Linked DNA regions of Sus scrofa: region 2 is linked to region 1. A link is a contact called in public HiChIP or PLAC-seq data. All regions are on one chromosome and are shown on one strand. Each heading gives the region's core, a stretch centred on a gene start, on an enhancer-like site or on the middle of the called end of the contact. The rest is flanking DNA. Distances are from core to core; before and after follow the strand shown.

Region 1 (4,304 bases), core at 995-3,494:
TTTAGCGCAGTTTTTTCCCCCATACAATTTGAGGTGCAACCCATTAATTGGACCTGAAATCAGTCTAGTATGTAATGACCAACATTTTTTACTTTTTTAATGGGATAGAAGATAAAACACTCTACATTCACTTAGGAAAGTATGTCTTATAAAACTTTTGCTTTTATTTTTATGATGTTTATATCAAGTGTATTTCTTAGCACAGGTCACATTCAGAATCATCTGAGAGCCTCTATTCTTATCAGACCTTTTATTTTGCTGAGCGGAAGGAGGTTCAAGGCTTGTGTAGTATAAGAGGTAGAATCAAAAGGGTCCATTTTAGAGACATGGTTTGAGTCCTACTCCTCAGAAGAACACATGATACCAATCCTGTCATGTAGCTTTAGTCTTAATTTCCACACCCAAGAAATGAGTGCTTGCTTTTGTATTTCAGAGGGCTATGCAGAGAATACTTAATGAAACAATACAATTGCAAGTACTTTTGAAATTTTCTGAGGCAGGCGAATATTATTTCACATGTGATCTTAAATATCTCTATTTATTTTAGAGCTTTTGTAGGAATAGACATTGAGAAATCCTTTGCCAGATTCCCCTTTGAACAGTTGCCTCACTTAAGGGAATTCAGAAATGTCCTGTCTTCTTGACAGGAGCGATCTTTGGATTTTGGGCCAGTCCATTGTTTGTCTACAGGTTCTGGCTTATTCTTGGACTTGTATGTCAGAGGAGAAACTGCTTACTCCCCCAAAAATGTTTGCACTTACGCCTGTGTAATATGTATATTGTCTCTCTTTTTTGGTCTCATTTGTGCTTAGACAAAGAGGCAGCTGAACGTCTTTCAAAAACAGTAGATGAAGCGTGTCTGTTACTAGCTGAATATAACGGGCGCCTGGCGGCAGAACTGGAAGACCGACGCCAGCTGGCTCGGATGTTGGTGGAATACACCCAGAACCAGAAAGATGTTTTGTCAGAAAAGGAGAAAAAACTAGAAGTGAGTACCTTGCAAGGCAGACCCAGACTTCCCAAGTTTCCTTTCCTATAGCCTACATTAGGAGGTTTTTATTATGCCTTAATAACATCTTTTTTTCTTTAAAAAAAAAAAAAAAGATTCACGAGATGAGAATATCCATCAGATGTTGTAATTACTTGAATGTAGTTGAAAATTGAGGTCATGTTTTTATATATCCAGGAAAGAACAAATGGAAATATAGAAAACAATGAAGTCTGAAATCACAGCATTGAGGGTCTTATTGTTGCTTTAATTTGAAATTTTTTTAAAACAAAAAACAAAAAAAAGTTGTGGATTGAGGTAAAGAGACACTCAGCAAAGCCAAAGAATGATTGTTTGGTAATATTCAGGAAATGGGTAAAATGTTCTTTCTTTTGGCTTATATCGAGATTTATATCCATCTTGTATCCCTGCTAAGACCAATAAGTAGTCTGCCTCCAAGCTCTGTCTGCAGTCTGTTCTAAAATTCCACATAAACATAATAATGCTCACGGAGCCCAATTCTCCAACTGTTGAGAAAGAACAAATTTCTACCCTGAGTTGACATTGTCTGAGTGCCCTTGAGGAGGGGCTTCAGAACTAGTTTCTCTCCATGCATTTTTCTTGGCTTCTTAATTAATTACATGGTGGTTTATCTTCAGTGCTTAGTCCTCTGCCATAACTGAATCTTCAGGGTGGACATTGGGGAACTTTTACTTGCTTCAAGCTGCTAGGCTTCCTTTTTAGGAGTGTCTACTCTTCTTTTTTTCAAAGAGACATGGAGAAGAGTTGCAGCCAGTGGTACAGGAAGGGAAAACAGGTTTGAGTTGGAGAATCAGTCACCTATTACAAGAAACAGCAGAGTAAACCAGGGAGGGGAGGGGAATGCAGCTCTCTCAGGGGCTGACAGGATTGTATTTGCCTTTCCTCTGACTTGTGCAGGGAAATGAAGGATGGGCACTTTTTACCACGTCATTACCTGCAATGATTACAGGAGCTGTGATGGGTAGTGGTAGTGGGAACTTCATATTCCTAGCCAGCTTGAAAGTGGAAGCTGGGAAACGGCTGTAAAAATAGTACGGCTCAGATTTAGAAATCGACACTGACCAGAAATCCTAAAGGGAGTTTCACAGGCAGTACCAGACGGTCATTTATCTGAAATGCCCGTCTTTCACTGAGGAAGCATTTTCAGCACTGTGCCCTGGGACTAATAAGAGAGTGTAATTAATGATTCTGGTTGTAAGTCACCATGCCATCTGTTGAACTGCCCCTTGGCGACACATTAAGGGCTTTCTCTGATCTGTCAGACATTGATTATCATGAGCAGCTGCTGTTGGGTGGAACGTGGCAAGCTACCATAGAGGACAGAGACTTTGAGAAGGAGATTGGGTTGGCAGAGTGAATTAACTCTTTGTCTCCCTTTCTCCAAGTTGCACTTTCCTCCATCTTTTTCTTGGGGGATCTTTCTGGTGTCTGTAGAACCGGTGGTCTGCTAGATTGCCACAAGAGGTCATTGATACGGGTCAGAGATTCAAGTCTGTTTTACCGCTTTCCAACCCAAATTTCTTTACTCATCTGGGTATTGGAATTCCATTGCTTTAATTTCAGAACAGGTGTGTCCCACCACTGCAAAGGCCAGATTCTGAATGGTTCTTATCCCAAACCATGTCTTATCGCCACTCAAGCAAAACTGTTCATTGTAAAATTGGAGCTAAATTTGCTGCATTTAAAAAATCATCCTCTAGATATAAGATGTTAAGAGATGGCTTTAATTCTTTCTTTATCCATGTATGCTAAAAGTATGAACGGTCTGTTCCCTAGAATCTAAGATTTTTCTCTCACTTTCCATAATAGAGTGGTCTTAATTCCATTATATCTTTATGGTGCTGATAAAACTTGCTAAGTTGGTGCCACTTGAAAGTTGCATTATTACTGTGAATTCTTCTAAATCTTCCAAAAGTCTCTTATTGATGAAGACAGTGTATAAAGTATACTATCAACATATCTTTATTTTTTAACACTTCCAATCCTTGTTTTAAAACTGATACATCAGAATGTTAGTGAAATCTGCTTTTATTTTTTAATCTTTTCACTACTGTTAGTGTATAAATATGGAACTCTCAGAACTCTGGAAGTGTAGTTATTTACTTGAGAGTCTCTTTTCTTCCCAAAGTTCTAATTTGTTAACACTTGAGGTTTTTTTGTTCGTTTTTGTCAAGTCTATGTCTTCCTTATTTAACAAGCATACCTTTTCGTTCTTTCCCTTGAGAGTTTTTTGTTAGATCTTTCGGTAGCGTCTAAATTTTGTGGAAAGGAGTATAATGATTCAAAGAGTCTAGGATGATTCAGACCCTGGGATGTAGAAGACAGTTATGGCTCACAGAGAGATTGTGTTTCTGCCCTCAAGGAAGTCATATTCTTGAATAAAGAGCATGGGTGAACATAAAACCAAACCAAGCGATTGTACATAATACGGATCAAGGAGACAATTGGCAATTATGATTGTGGTTTAAGGTTAAGTCCGAACTTCCTGGCAGGCAGTAAAGCCATTTTGTGAAAGGAGGTAGCAGTTGAGGGAGAGAGATATGTTTGTAAATGGGAAACAGCCAGACTGGAGCAGACAAACGTGTGAAAGAAGACTGAAGCAATGGGAGTGGGGTGCCAGAGCCCCTCTCTGGGAGTTAGGCTCTGTACTCTATAAGGAGTTGAGTTGTTTATTCATCCATCACTTCAGCAAAGCTCATGCCAGGCAGGAGGCAGACAAAGCAGGATGTGCGCCCTCTTTCAGTGAGCTTCCACTCTAGTTGGGGGAGGGAGGGGACAGCAGCCAAAAAAGAGTTAAAGTAGAGTGTGAGAAATGGTATAAGTAAGGGACTGTTCTAACTCATTGTGTTTAAGTTAGAATAGACCAAGAAAAAATGAAGTGTTAATAGTTTAACATATTAAGTTGGTCAGAAGTTTATTTAAAACATAAGAGAATTATAGAGCACACAGTCCATTTTTTAACAATGTAATGCCTTCAGTGGGTCTTCCAAAGTTCACTGGAATATGTGCTCTTTGGTTGCTCTTACAATGTCAGAAACATAACTACTCCTCAGTAGACATTTGTTCTGTGAGTGATATTCATCATCTGATGTAACCTTATTCTATAAAGAAGAGGGGTTTTTATTTTAGGTCGCATTAAAAAATTAATTCTTGGTTGTAAAGAATACATTAGTAAAGAAAGGTGAGTATTTGATGGAAACCAGGTTTCTTCCTTTGTGTTACTTTTCTTTTTTTTTCCTTTAAGTAGAATCGTGATTCGTTTTGAGATGGTTGA
Region 2 (4,304 bases), core at 713-3,212, 93 kb after region 1:
CCACGCGGGTCACCTCTGTGTCCCTATGGAAGACCCCCTCGAGAGGTGTAAACAAATTGCCTAGGGACTGCCAAGGGCTTCGACGTGGACTACCTCCCCTTAAACCTCACGACTACCCCACTACCACAGTGTCATCACAACCTCCACTTGGTAGAGAGAGACATCCCAGGGCCCCAGGTCTCATGGCAGGTGCCAGCCGCAGCTTTGGGGTCTGAATCCAGGGATATGGATTCTGGAGCCCGCGCTGGTAAACACGGCACTCACAGCTCAGGCTTTGCTGCGTACCCCGCCCCCGCTCCACTCCTCCCATCCCCCGCCCTCCTCCTGTGTTGTTTCAAGCCTCGGAGGAGACCCGGGAAGTTGAGCCCCCACCCCCAGCAGGAGAGACCTCCACTAGCCACAAGGAAGAACTGCCCGCTGGTCTGCAGGGGTGAAGAAACACAGTTTGGGGCAACTTCAACTCCAGAGAGCTTAAGTAGGAAAGAGGCCATTGTCATCTCCCCGGGGAGACCGCAGAGAGATGGTCAGACCGAGGTCTGGGGTAGATGGGGCGCTTTTCTTTCACTGTCTGAAGGAGTTCCAGAAATTGTGCCCAGTCCCAGAGGTGCAGAAAAAACTGGGGTCTAGGATCCCAGGAGTTCCGCACTGAGAAAAGCCCCGAGGTCTTCCAGGCCACTGGGACCCGTGTAGGAAGTGGCCACTCTGGTAACGAGGTAGAGGGCTCATCATAAAGGGCATCTCTAGGGTCCCCCAGCCCTACCGAGGCCCAACCTTTGGGGAGGGGATGGGAAACGGCATGGGGCACAAGTGGTCACCTAGGTGACACATCACAGTCGGCCGTGAGCTGGCTTTCGATCACATGGGTTGGGGACCTGGGTCCCAGGGAGGGGCAGAATGGGTCCGAGATCACACAGCAGGCAGGGAGGCAGGCCTATGTTCCTCCTGCTCTTTCCTGCTCCATCATCTGCCCCGTGTGCCCATCCACATTCGCTCTGCCCACCCTCCTTCCTGGGGCTGCGGTGGTACAGAGGTCATCTCCAAATGCACTTGACCCAAGAGTCAGCCAGGATGAGTCAGTCCAGCAGCATTAGTGCAGGTGCATCTCCCATCATTGAAATCCCTCCTCCAGGATGGTAGCCCTATCCGTGTGTGTGTGTGTGTGTGTGTGTGTGTGTGTGTGTGTGTGCCCCACATGGGGACAGGTAGGAAATGAATTGAGCCCCTTCCTCATTCTTCTCAGGCCTCACAGACACACCAAGGGCGGGCATTACTGTCCCTGTTTTACAAGAGGGGAAACTGAGACTCAACAAGTGACCAAGGAAGGACAAGGGTTGCAGAACTTGAGGGCAAGGAGGGACCTGGGAGAACAAGTCTGCACTCAGTCTCTTACCTCAAAGGATGCTGAAAGCTCCTCTCCAGCCCCCCAGGCTTGGCGGGTACATCTCCAGGGGTAAGTATCTGAGGCCAGGCCAGCACCCTCTGCACAGCTTCATGCCTGGCACACAGCAGGGAGCCAGCCCCCACTCACTGACTAAGGATGAGTGACAACAGTCCCTATCAGAGTACCTTGGGGTTTTCAACACGCCTTCGTGTTGCATTGTCTCAGCTGATCCAAGGAAGCAGGGGTTAATGCCTGTGCCCTGGGGATGGGGAAACTAAGGCCCCAGCAGACCTGGGAGCCAGGCACCTCTCACCCAGCCCAGCCCTCCTGCTATGCTCCAAATCCAGGACTTGGGGACTGAGCCCAGCCTGCCCCGGTGGGACCATCGGAGGAGGGATGGTCAGACCTGGGGCCCCTGAGCAGAGGCGGCGGCGCTGGCCCTGATACTCACCCTCGGCCATGGTCAGGTGGTGGACGTGCTCCTCGAACTGGTGGCAGGACCCTCCAAGTGCAGACCACTGGCGGCTGGCAATGCAGAGGCCAGGAGCGCGGGGAACTTATAGCCCGCTTAGGGGCGGGCCAGGGGCGGGGCCGCGCGGGAAGGCGGGACCTGGGGAGGCGGCGGGCCCCGGCTGGGCTCCGGCTGACTCTCCACCAGCCGGCGGGGGCGCACCGGGGGCAGGAGCCCAGGGATTTAGGGAGGGTTGGGCAAGGGCGCCCCCTGCGGAAGCAGGCAGAGCACGGAGCGGAATGGCAGCCACAGGGACACAGAGGCCAGAACACCGGACACACCTGGATACACAGACTCAGACCTTGGGTAACAGAGACACCTGGACACAGAAACACATGAGCAGAAAGAGACTCGCGATTGTACCAGGAGGTACAGATATACTTGGATACAAAGACATAGACCCGTAGTCAGGGCTGACCGGGATCCAGAAGACACACACACACACAATCAGATACAGAGACATATGGAGCAGGCACAGACACACAGTCAGAGACAGAGGGGTTGGACACGTAGAGACACAGATACCCTCCAACAGATACAGCACATAAACCTGGACACACAAACACAATGACATGGACAGAAAATCAGATTAAAATCAGAGACAGCCAGCCAGACACACAGGAGGACGGGTATCCACCCACCAAGAACCACACACAAATAAGCAGAGGTCCAGATGCACCCAACTCACCGTCACACACGACGGCACGCCATCAGAGGCAGACACAAAAGCAGAGTGGGGCACCTACAGACACCCAAAGGTTCACATACTGGGAGATGGACACACACGCAGACATGGATTCATGTACAGACATGCAGACACACCGGCAAAGACAGACACACCACACCCGTGCCTGTGGCACAGCCCCGACAATTTCCCTATCTCACCCATCCCTCTAGCCATCTAATCATTCATTCGTCCATCCACTCACCCCCCATCCATCCACCCACTTACCCCTCCCGCCCTTCACTGATGGTGTCCTTCACAGGCCCAGCCCATTCCAGAAGGGAAGAAAGCCACCGTCTCAGGGACTTGACCTCTGACCTCTCGCTCCTAGCACCCTGGGGGGGTGGGGGTCCATTGCCCAGTCTTCTCCCTCTCATCCCCTGGCATCTTATGCTTCTTACCCACCATGAGTTCTGGGCAGGGAAGGTCCTTGGAGAGGCAGGGGCCTGTGAGGTGCCCCTACCCCCCCAACCCTTTTTCCAGAATAAATTCCATATCTATTGATAGCTTTGGGTTACAAAATCAGCCCCAGTTTCTGTTCCTATGACACAGCACAGGGAATAAACCTGTGTCGTTTTTAGTGGATGTTTGTCCCTGAGTCAAATGGGCCCTGTCTGGGGTCTTAGTGAACAAACTCAGGGCCCCGCTGACCCCTAAAATAGCTCCAGGATGATTAGCGCCCCATTTTACAGGGGATGTTGTTGCAGAAAATGTTCCCTGCAGCTGGCAAGGGCTCCGAGGAAGGAGCAGGGTGAGTGAACTTCAGTCAAAAAGCCAGGGTTTGGGTTCCCACTGTGTAGCCAAGGGCAGGTATTTCAGCTCTCCAGGTCTCAGTTTCTCCCTCTGCAAAATGGGGGCAAGAATCCTTCCCTGAGAGGCCTGGGGTAAGACTCAACCAAAGTGACTAAGGTTGGGTCCATAGCATGTAGTGAGTGCTCAATAACCGGGATCTCTGAGTTTTGGAGCTAAAATGCCACCTGTCCCAGAACTTGGCCCTGAGGGACAGGGACCTCAAAGAGGAACAGGAGGCCTGGGGACAGTCAGGCTTTGCAGAAGGAAGGCTGCAGGCTCCATGTGGCTGTAAGAGTCAGCCCTGCCCTAGAGGAAAGGACGGGTTTTGTCTTTGTCCCTTCTGTCCCATTTGAAAATGACATGCTACCATCTCCCTTTAGAACCCCACCCGGGAGCTCCCTGGAGGCCAGGTATCCACTGGAGTCTTTTTAGAAAACCCAGCAGGTTTTTCCTGGTGCCTGGCTTGGGACTTGCTTGGCAGCAAGCCCCGGACCAGTCCCCGACCTAGTCAGCTTCCTCCTCTTCCTTCCTCTCCCCGTTTCTGTGGAACTCTGACCACCTAAGTGATGCAGGGCCCTGCGCAAGGCCAGGACAGGGCAGCTCAGCGTCAGAACGGGTTTCCAAGAAGTGGCTGGTAGAGCTCGGGCCCCAGGCTGGAAGACTTGGATTTCAGGCTCAGGGACCGGCGGGCCTTTGCCTCACTCTGGCCTCAGTTTTCCTATCTGCTGCTATATGTTACCTCACTGGGAAAGTGAGGCCTCAAAACCCTTTCCTGAGTGGGAAACAGAGGCCCAGGGAGGGTGATCCTGGGCGCAAGGTCCCCAGAGAGTACAGGAAGGCCCTCATCCCCCCGTGCTGGAGAAGTGCGGTGCGGAGCACGGCTGAGGTCACTCTTG

What was found. HiChIP or PLAC-seq counts read pairs in DNA pulled down with a chosen protein or histone mark.
Region 2: a contact with region 1 is called in an H3K27ac HiChIP or PLAC-seq map of skeletal muscle. The contact joins the promoter of TGM2 here to the enhancer-like site in region 1. A contact is called at or near these places in 3 of 5 promoter capture datasets (fetal liver, liver and skeletal muscle), 12 of 47 Hi-C or Micro-C datasets (alveolar macrophages, embryonic fibroblasts, fetal heart ventricle and 6 more) and 1 of 2 datasets of contacts at active chromatin or transcription factors (skeletal muscle).

The regions. Positions count from the first base shown.
Region 1 is chr17:41,126,512-41,130,815 of Sscrofa11.1, forward strand. RPRD1B (regulation of nuclear pre-mRNA domain-containing protein 1B) reads left to right here. Exons shown (of 7, transcript XM_021078140.1): 6 at 813-988. Among named protein-coding and RNA genes, the nearest start is that of TTI1, 35 kb to the left of the region's middle. Within about 2 kb of position 2,245, at least 7 of the 83 cell types and tissues checked have an H3K27ac peak or open chromatin away from gene starts, as enhancers often do. A contact at or near this core is called in skeletal muscle, where this site is marked.
Region 2 is chr17:41,219,724-41,224,027 of Sscrofa11.1, forward strand. TGM2 (protein-glutamine gamma-glutamyltransferase 2) reads right to left here and starts at 1,963. Exons shown (of 13, transcript XM_003359989.5): 1 at 1,833-1,963. The coding sequence starts at 1,842.